Regions from separate parts of the Mus musculus genome. Here all the other regions are linked to region 2. Evidence: chromatin contacts called from public Micro-C and targeted proximity ligation data. All regions are on one chromosome and are shown on one strand. The core of a region is the stretch at or near the end of the contact, and the rest is flanking DNA. Distances in the headings are between cores, read along the strand shown. Region 1 overlaps Kif11 (kinesin family member 11). Region 2 holds the start of Cpeb3 (cytoplasmic polyadenylation element binding protein 3). Region 3 has its middle 93 kb from the start of Btaf1.

Region 1 (2,700 bases), core at 49-2,548, 180 kb before region 2:
TGAACTAGACACAGTGGGCCCCTCCCAGCGAGACACTCTCAGACCAGCAGAGCTACTACCAACAAACCGCGCTGCCTAGAAGAGGCAGACAGCAGGCCTCCCCCACCCCTTTGTCAGCCTGTTGAGCTGAAGGCAAGTTACACAGTCATGAGCAAATGCACACTGAGGATGGGGAGGCTCTGGTGATTCAGATGTCCTTGTACAAGTGATCTCTCACTCATATTACGGTAAGTAACCCCAATAAAACCCACTAGCTCACCGAGTTGAGCTCTGGTGATGTCTTTACTTTGGTCTGCATGTGTTCTCTGAGGTGAGTAGACATTTGTTCATGAGATCCCAGAAACCGTGTTACACAATACCTATATCCACATAATTAATTATGCACCCATTAAAAAAGAATTAAGAGGGGACTAAAGAGATGGCTCAGTGGCTAAGAGAACTGGTTACTCTTCCAGAGGTCCTGAGTTCAATTCCCAGACACCACATGGTGGCTCACAACCTGTAATGAGATCTGATGCTCTCTTCTGCTGTGTCTGAAGACATCGACAGTGTACTCATACATAAACTAAATAAATCTTTAAAAAAAAAAAGAAGTGTTGATATATAAAAAAATTTTAACATTGCATAGTGTAATGAAAATAACATGCCAAGTACTAGAATTCAGTGCCCCAAAAGGACTTAACTTGGTCTGAGTCCTTAATGAACCCTACATACTACCCATCACTACTGACATTCAGCAATATTTTTATTGACGTGCATGAGTATTTTGCCTGAGTGTAAGTCTGTGCACTGTGTGCAGGCCTAGTGCCTAAGGCAGTCAGAAAAGGGCAAGAGATCCCTAAGCATGGAGTTACAAACAGTTGTGAGTCATCATGTGGGTGCTGGAAATCAAACACTGGTCATGTGGTAAAACAGTCAAATCTCTTAACCACTGAGTCATTCCTTCAGGCCCAGCGATCTTGGTTCGATTGTTTAAATAATGTATGAAGGGCTAGCAAGATGACTCACTGAGCAAAGACACTTGCCACCAAGCCAAATGACCTGAGCTTGATTCCTGCTGGAGTCCACAAGGGGAGAATTGACAGTCACAAGTTATTTTCTGACTCCTATTTGTAGACCCCCTACCCCCAAAACATACATACATACATACATACATACATACATACATACATACATACAAAATAAGTAAACAAATGAGTGTATGTATGTATGTGTGTGTATATATACATATATGTACTAACTAGTTTTGTGTCAACTTGACACAGTTATCACAGTTGAGTTGAGAAAATGCCTCCATGAGATCCAGCTGTAAGGCATTTTCTCAATTAGTGATGGGGGGTTGGGGGGTCCATCTTGTGGGTGGGGCCATCTCTGGGCTGGTAGTCTTGGTTCTATAAAAGAGCAGGCTGAGCAAGCCAGAGGAAGCAAGCCAGCAAAGAAAAACCCTTCCGTGGCCTCTGTATCAGCTCCTGCTTTTTGACTTGCTTGAGTTCCAGTCCTGACTTCCTTTAGTGATCAACAGCAATGTGGAAATGTAAGCTGAATAAATCCTTTCCTCCCCAACTTGCTTCTTGGTCATGATGTTTGTGCAGGAATAGAAACCCTGACTAAGACAATATCTCTCTCTTTTTTTTTTAAATTGTGAAACCAGGGCTGATAAGATGGCTCACTTGTTAAGAACACTGGCAGTGCTGGGCGGTGGTGGCGCATGCCTTTAATCCCAGCACTTGGAAGGCAGAGACAGGCGAATTTCTGTGTTCGAAGCCAGCCTGGTCTACAGAGTGAGTTCCAGGACAGCCAGAGGAACACAGAGAAACCCTGTCTCGAAAAATTTAAAAAAGAAAGAGGAGGAAGAAGAGGAGGAGGAGAAGGAGGAGAAGGAGAAAGAAAAAATTAGGAAGAAGAAAGAAGAAGCAAAAGAAAAAAAGAAAAGAAAGAAAAAACTACTTTGGAAGTCATAACTGGCTTTTTATTGTACCAGATTGTTCAATTTTTATAGTAGAGAAGGAAGCCAGTAAATGAACTTTAAAAATATGACAGCTAAGAAAGGCTTATAGTTCCCACGGTTGCTGCATTTTCTCAAAGGGCTTACCTCAAGATTGAAAGATGCAGGGGAAATGGTTGCAATTATAGATGTTCTTGTACGTCCCCCAAGAGAATCTTGCAGGATTCTAGTTAGTTTAGATTCTCGATAAGGAATATGAGGTGTTCTTTCCACAAGAGCAGTAATAACTCTTCCCAGAGTCAAGAGGGATTGGTTGATATTTCCAGCTTCCCGGGCCCTCTTGTCAACAGCTCCAGAACGCCCAATATTTTCACTTCCTGCAAGATCAACCTTTAATTTAAAAAAAGAAAAAGGTCAATCTATTGTATTTAGATTCAAAGATTTGTATTCTTTTATATATTTTACTCTATACCATGTTCTAAATCATAGTAAAATAAATTTTCACAACAAATTCCTTCTCCCACTTCAAAGCTAGTTGATGAAGTTAACTATGAAAATACTGTACATAAGTGAGAATTTCAGCTTTTCCAGGAAGAAATCAAGACTAGCACAGTGGCATCAAGGCAGGATACTTACCAAATTCAACTTTCCAATTTTAACAAGCTCTTCTCCATCAATTGTTGTTTCTTTCATGTGTATCGTAACAGAAAAAACTGAGTGTGAACGACTAGAAAAAAAGATCAAGTTGTCGACTC
Region 2 (2,700 bases), core at 105-2,604:
CTGAATCTTAAGTGCATTGAGAGCATCACCTGCTGAAGTGGGTGGCCAGTTAGTCTATTTAGAGTTGCAAGCAACCTCAAACATTATGAATTAGATCGACCAATTGGTCAGAACAGCAAGCAGCTGCCTTGGTGAAAAGGTGGATTTAATTTAGTTTCCAAAAACTCACTGGCTGGAATTTAAACGGCAGAGGGCAGTGCTGTAGACTTTCTCAAAGAGTTTTAGTGGCTGGAGACCCCAGGAATGGGCAACTGGTCCCAGTACAAGCCCAAACGTGTCTGGGAACTTAGCGATCGTCAAGTGTGCTACGTGTTCAATGTTGCATGCTTGTGGCTGTTTTCCATAACCTCTACTCTAGTGTGACCGACCGTTAAGGCTCCCTTGTGGATATTCTGACCTTACGGTTTGGGGGTAGGGATGGGATTGGGGGAGGGTGGTGGGGGAGTTGGAAAGAGAAACGAAACCCAGGCTTTAAAAGAAGGAATGCCTATCCTTGCATTGTGAAAGTGCAAGGGACCAGTCTCCAGAATGACAATCGGGTACTTCCCAGTGGCGTCGCTGTCAACCCCTTTACTACATTGTCCGGGGAGGAGGGGGAGAAATAGAAACTAATACTATGGGTTAACAATAGCGCCTCTTCACCTCAAAAAACAAAACAAAACAACAACCAAAAAAAAAAAACCCAAACAGGCTGGCGGCCAAAGTAGACCTCCCTCCTTTAACTAAGTTTCAAAGTCTACGACCCTGACCTCTCGCCCGCTCTTCTCCCCAGTGCCACCTCCAAACTCAGAGCCCTTTTCCCGGCCTCCGGGCCGTGGAACTCTCGGCGGACGCCAGGATCCCCGCTCTCGGGGCCTCGAGGCCAGCATGGGCAGGCCCAGGACGAAGGCCGGCAGTTCCCGGCCCCACGTTGCTCCTACCTGTCCAGCATCTGTTGAAGGGCTTGGTCCGGCATCTTCCGCGGAGCCGGCGAGCTCGGCCCTCGCCCGCAGCCCCGCTCAGGGCCAGGCCCCGGGACAATAGCACTGAGAGGCGGCGGAGTAGGCCTCAGTCCCGCGGCGGCCGCGGACCCGCCACACAGCCTCCCGGCGTGGCTCCCAGAGGCCCGCGGTGGCGCTGCGCGGCCGGCGGGCGACCGCAGAGGGCGGCGGGGAGTGAGGAGGAGGAGCCTGGGGCCGGGAGGCGGCGGTCGCGGCCCGGGTTCCTGCCGGTCCGCCCAGGGTTCCGGTCCATGGACCGCCGGGGCGCCGAGCTGCTGCCGGCGGAGGAGCTACCTCTGTGAGGTAAGAGTCGCCGCCTCCGTGCGCGCCGGGGTCACGACGCAGGGGCGGCTCGGAGCAGCCTGGGAGATGTAGTCCTCGGACCGTCCCCGCTAGAGGCTGCACAGCCCGCCGGGACCCCCGCCGCCGTGCCCGCCGCCGCCGGGCCGGCGCCCTCCCGTTTCCTTCCTCCAGGGGGAAAAAAAAATGTCCTTCGGGCCGCTGTCCGGGAAGCGGCAGCATGTGGCGCTCCGCTGTCAGTAGCAACAAGGTCAGCGCCCCTTCTCCGCGTCTTGTCCCCTCAGCTCTCGCGCTCAGGTGGGACAGAGCCAGGTGAGGGGTGGCGGCGTGGAGGGCCAGTTTCTGGGCCGGGTCAAGTACGCCGGGCCGCGGCGGCGCGAGGCCGGGCGCTCGGGTCAGCCTCGGCCGCGTCAGAGCCCATCTTCGGGGAGGGACAAGTGGCTTAGTGCGGGGCTGCTCTGGAGGGGCGTGTGGGTAACCCGACTGTTCGCACCGGCGCCTCTGTGTGTGTGTTGGGGACATAGGAGAGCATGGGGGGTGGGACGCGAGCAACCACTTTGCCTGTCCAGGAACCTTCTCGGTTCTGGTGCTGTCGCCCAGCCTTCGAGGGCTTGCGGGCAGCCTCCAAAGGGGACACGCTGCTGAATAAACAGCCCTTGCTTGCTCAGCTGTGGGTTGTCAGGAGTGTTTGTTTCTTTCCGCAGCTGGTCACCGTTAACCATTCCTAAGGCTCCTTGACACTTCTAAGCAGGTGGATCCCGGCCGAGGGATCAAAAAGGGAAGAAGTGACAAATCACGCCTCTGTCTTCTCTGACGCCGGAAGGGATAGCTTTGGAGGGGGGAAACGAGCTGTTGTTGACTTAAACCGATGCGTAATTTGGACGACCTGTGGCATTGTTTAGCGCTGTGATTGGTGGGATGTTTTGCTAGTTTTCCGTTGGTTGTGCCTACGGTTTTTTGGTTTTTTGTTTTTTTTTTTTAAACTTCTACAAAACGTTTGCTATTTCTTTAAATGAAAATGTTTCTTTAAATTTGAGCCTGGAGTGGTTTCTCAGGCCTATAATTCCAGACTTGGAAGACTGAGACAGAAGGATTACCTGGTCTGTATAATGAATTCCAGAGTAGCCTAGGCTAAATAAATAAATAAATAAATAATCAATCAATCAATTAATCAAGGATATGGTAGGCGTCCAATCCCGTAACCCCAGCACAGGAGAGGAGGAGGCAGAAGGATTAGGAGTTCAAGGTCAACCTCTAACTCTAATTAGTTTGACTCTGTCTCAAAAGGACAAACAAAAAGCTGCATAGGCATGGCCAGCAGATCTGGGAGGGTCTTCACAAATTCAAAATCAGTTCGGGTTACAGAGAGAGACCCTATCCCACAACAGTAACCATCAAAGCTACTTTTGTTTGTTTGAGT
Region 3 (2,700 bases), core at 53-2,552, 190 kb after region 2:
TATGTGTATGGACAATCCTCTCTCGCTGGTTTGTATGCTGTGTCTGCTAACATTTCTCTTTTCTTTTCTAATATCCAAACTTGTCAAACTCAGCTGCCATAGTTTCCATCCCACCAGAGTATTTTATAATTGATACCGTTGACTTTATACCCCAGAGTGGGTCAGGAAGTGGATCCAGGAATGTTATGTTGACTTTGTAAGATTACAATAGTTCATTGGGACTCAGAGAGTTTGGGTGCTCACGAGAATGCCTGCTCCTGGACATTAGTGCTGTTGGGGGTATAAAGTAGTAGGTGTTTGTATTTTCGCCGTGGCAATGATGGACATGATTTTAGATGTTCACAGCTCAGATCTCTGTATTTGATTTTCAACTAACGACTAATTTTAAATGTACTGTATCTTTTCCTACCTGTTCTCTTGGATTGTTTTTTTGCTGGTAACCCTTCCTCGGCTTCTGCCCTGGGGCTTGGACTAACACTGCTTGTATGGATTCGCTACTGTGACTGAACGTGGAGCGCTCGCAGCTACCGCTTAACTGCTTAAACTTTGTAGTTTGGACTTTTTTTTTCTGTAATAACAACTTATTAAATCTAGTTGTACGAAGCACTGACACGTGTCATCTTTTGCTCAGGACGATCTCCGTCTGTTTACATCCATCAGGAAATCCTAACTTGCACCATACAAAACAAAAACCCCAGGTCTTCAAACAGCTCACATATTCCACCAGAGTTCACTCTCTCAGAGCCCACACTTTCAAACGCACAAGGAAATTTGAAACAGAAAGGTACTTGTGGGTTCAAGTGATACACATGGGGGGTGGGGGGCGGTGCTGTTGATGGCTTTCTAGGCCTCCGGCAAGGTAAATTTAAGCCCTGCCCCTGAGCTATTCACACACACACACACACACACACACACACACACACACACACACACACACACACACACACACCCCACCTGATGCCTTATGTTTTCATTGCCAGTCCATTGCCATTTGAGGCCTAATTCCTTAACCAGAACTGTTGTGAAAGAGTATCATCATCTTATGTTTTCACAAGGATACCAACGTCTCCTAAGGTTTTTCAGAAAATGGGGCTTTGGAAAAAAATTGGCGGATTCTGGTCTTGCTGCACGCTTTCTCTGGGAAAAGGATGCGGAACCCAACACAGGGCGGTTCATATCGGTACTAAGGCTTGGGGTCGAGCATGCGGGACTGTAGTGCTCCGGGCTCCCTACCCCCACCCCCACCTCACATGGTCCATTACGTAGTTCGGGATGGGGAGGGAAGAGGGCCGGAAGGGCGTCTCGGGAGGCGGGGCCTCTGTGTCTGGTTGCCGCCCCCACGTGGCCCCGCCCACTCCTCAGCCCAAGTCACCCTCTACGTGTCCTAGACGGTCGTGGGTTGGATTCCCCGGTCCCAGCCCTGCAGGTAAGAGTGCTAGCCTTACCTTGAGTGGCTACAACCACGGCCACTCAAGTTCTCCACGAATGGCAGTGGCTGTGGGCCGCTTGCAGCCGTGGAGCCCGTCGCACCGCTCCAAGGTGGGCCCCCTTTGAAGTCTACGAACAGCCACACGTTAAGGAACAAATTGAGTCCTCTCTTCAGGGTGCCCATTTGCCTTGGACACCCGCACTAGTCCCTTCAGGAAAAGGTTCTGATGTGCTGCCCTGCCACTTGAAGCGGGAGGAAGTATGCGAAGGTGTCTTTGAGACAGAAACTTGTGGGTTTGTTTGGTCATTCAGCACTGATGGGCTGGTGGGTGGCAGGCGGCTGGTCAGCACTGGCCCCGACTGTTGGAGCCGGTGGAGGAGGGCGGAGGGGATGCTTTCCAGAAGCATCCATCACCAATGTGCACCCGCTTTTTTTTTTTTTTTAAAGAGCCTTGTGTAGGTCTTCACCAAAAGATGAAGAGCATCTTTTTGCGTATTCCTTTGCCTTTTGTGTGCATTGTTTAATTCTTTTTAGGACAGGGTCTTAACCCTGGCTGGTCTGGTACGAGCCATGTAGCCCAGACTAGCTTAGAGCATGCAACAACTCCGGCTCCAACCTCCAAACTATTGGAATGATAGATATGCCCCCCACAATCTGAAACCCAAGTTGCTCCTGACAATCAGGTGTGTGGTAACCTGCAGTGGCCACAGCTGGGAGCTTCTTCAATTTAGTTCTGCCACTCACTACCTGCCTAGAGATAGCATCAGCTTTCACAGGTTGAGAGCTCAGTCAGCCCTCAAGGCTACCTCCATCTTCCCACGTTTTAGATGCCAGTTGCTAGTCTCAGCTTCTAACTGAGCAGCTTTAAGCTTGGGTTCACACAACCCACTTTCCGGGCTTATAAAGGGTTTGCTGGTTAATAAAGGATATTGCAAAGGAAGTTGTGTTGGCTAATCTTGTTAATCTGCCATAGCTGAGAAGAGAGAACCTCAACTGAAGCATAGCCTCCATCGGACTAGCCAGTGTGTGTATCTGCTGGGCATTTTCTTAATTGTTACTTGTAGAAGCAGGACCCAGCCCACTGTGGGCAGTAACATCCCTACGCAGGTGGGCCTGGGCTGTAAAACTAGCTGCCGGTGAGCCTAGGAGCTTAGGAGCAAGCTAGTAAGGTAGGTAGGTAAGTAGGGGTGTGTGTGTGTGTGTGTGTGTGTGTGTGTGTGTAAAACTAGCTGAATGTGACCCTGCAGTTTCTCCTCAAGCTCCTGCCTTAG

Evidence for each region. A called contact is a pair of places that touch in the nucleus more often than the background predicts.
Region 1: a contact with region 2 is called in a targeted proximity ligation map of pancreatic cancer cells. A contact is called at or near these places in 3 of 484 Hi-C or Micro-C datasets (embryonic stem cells and nephron progenitors), 4 of 130 datasets of targeted methods (effector CD8 T cells, embryonic stem cells, epiblast stem cells and 1 more) and 1 of 9 other capture datasets (pancreatic islet).
Region 3: a contact with region 2 is called in a Micro-C map of embryonic stem cells, with 3 times the contacts expected there. A contact is called at or near these places in 9 of 39 promoter capture datasets (the C10 cell line, the HPC-7 cell line, cranial neural crest and 6 more), 5 of 484 Hi-C or Micro-C datasets (bone marrow-derived macrophages, cerebral cortex, embryonic stem cells and 1 more), 20 of 130 datasets of targeted methods (the NIH/3T3 cell line, bone marrow-derived macrophages, embryonic basal ganglia and 11 more) and 4 of 9 other capture datasets (adipose tissue, liver, macrophages and 1 more).

Annotation. Positions count from the first base shown.
Region 1 is chr19:37,390,284-37,392,983 of GRCm38.p6, reverse strand. Kif11 (kinesin family member 11) reads right to left here. Exons shown (of 22, transcript NM_010615.2): 7 at 2,582-2,672; 8 at 2,093-2,335. Among named protein-coding and RNA genes, the nearest start is that of Kif11, 15 kb to the right of the region's middle.
Region 2 is chr19:37,206,125-37,208,824 of GRCm38.p6, reverse strand. Cpeb3 (cytoplasmic polyadenylation element binding protein 3) reads left to right here and starts at 1,354. Exons shown (of 11, transcript NM_001290827.1): 1 at 1,354-1,530. It overlaps Marchf5 (membrane associated ring-CH-type finger 5), which reads right to left and starts at 1,280. Exons shown (of 6, transcript NM_027314.3): 1 at 921-1,280. The coding sequence starts at 955.
Region 3 is chr19:37,017,248-37,019,947 of GRCm38.p6, reverse strand. It overlaps a transcript of Cpeb3 not described here. Among named protein-coding and RNA genes, the nearest start is that of Btaf1, 93 kb to the right of the region's middle.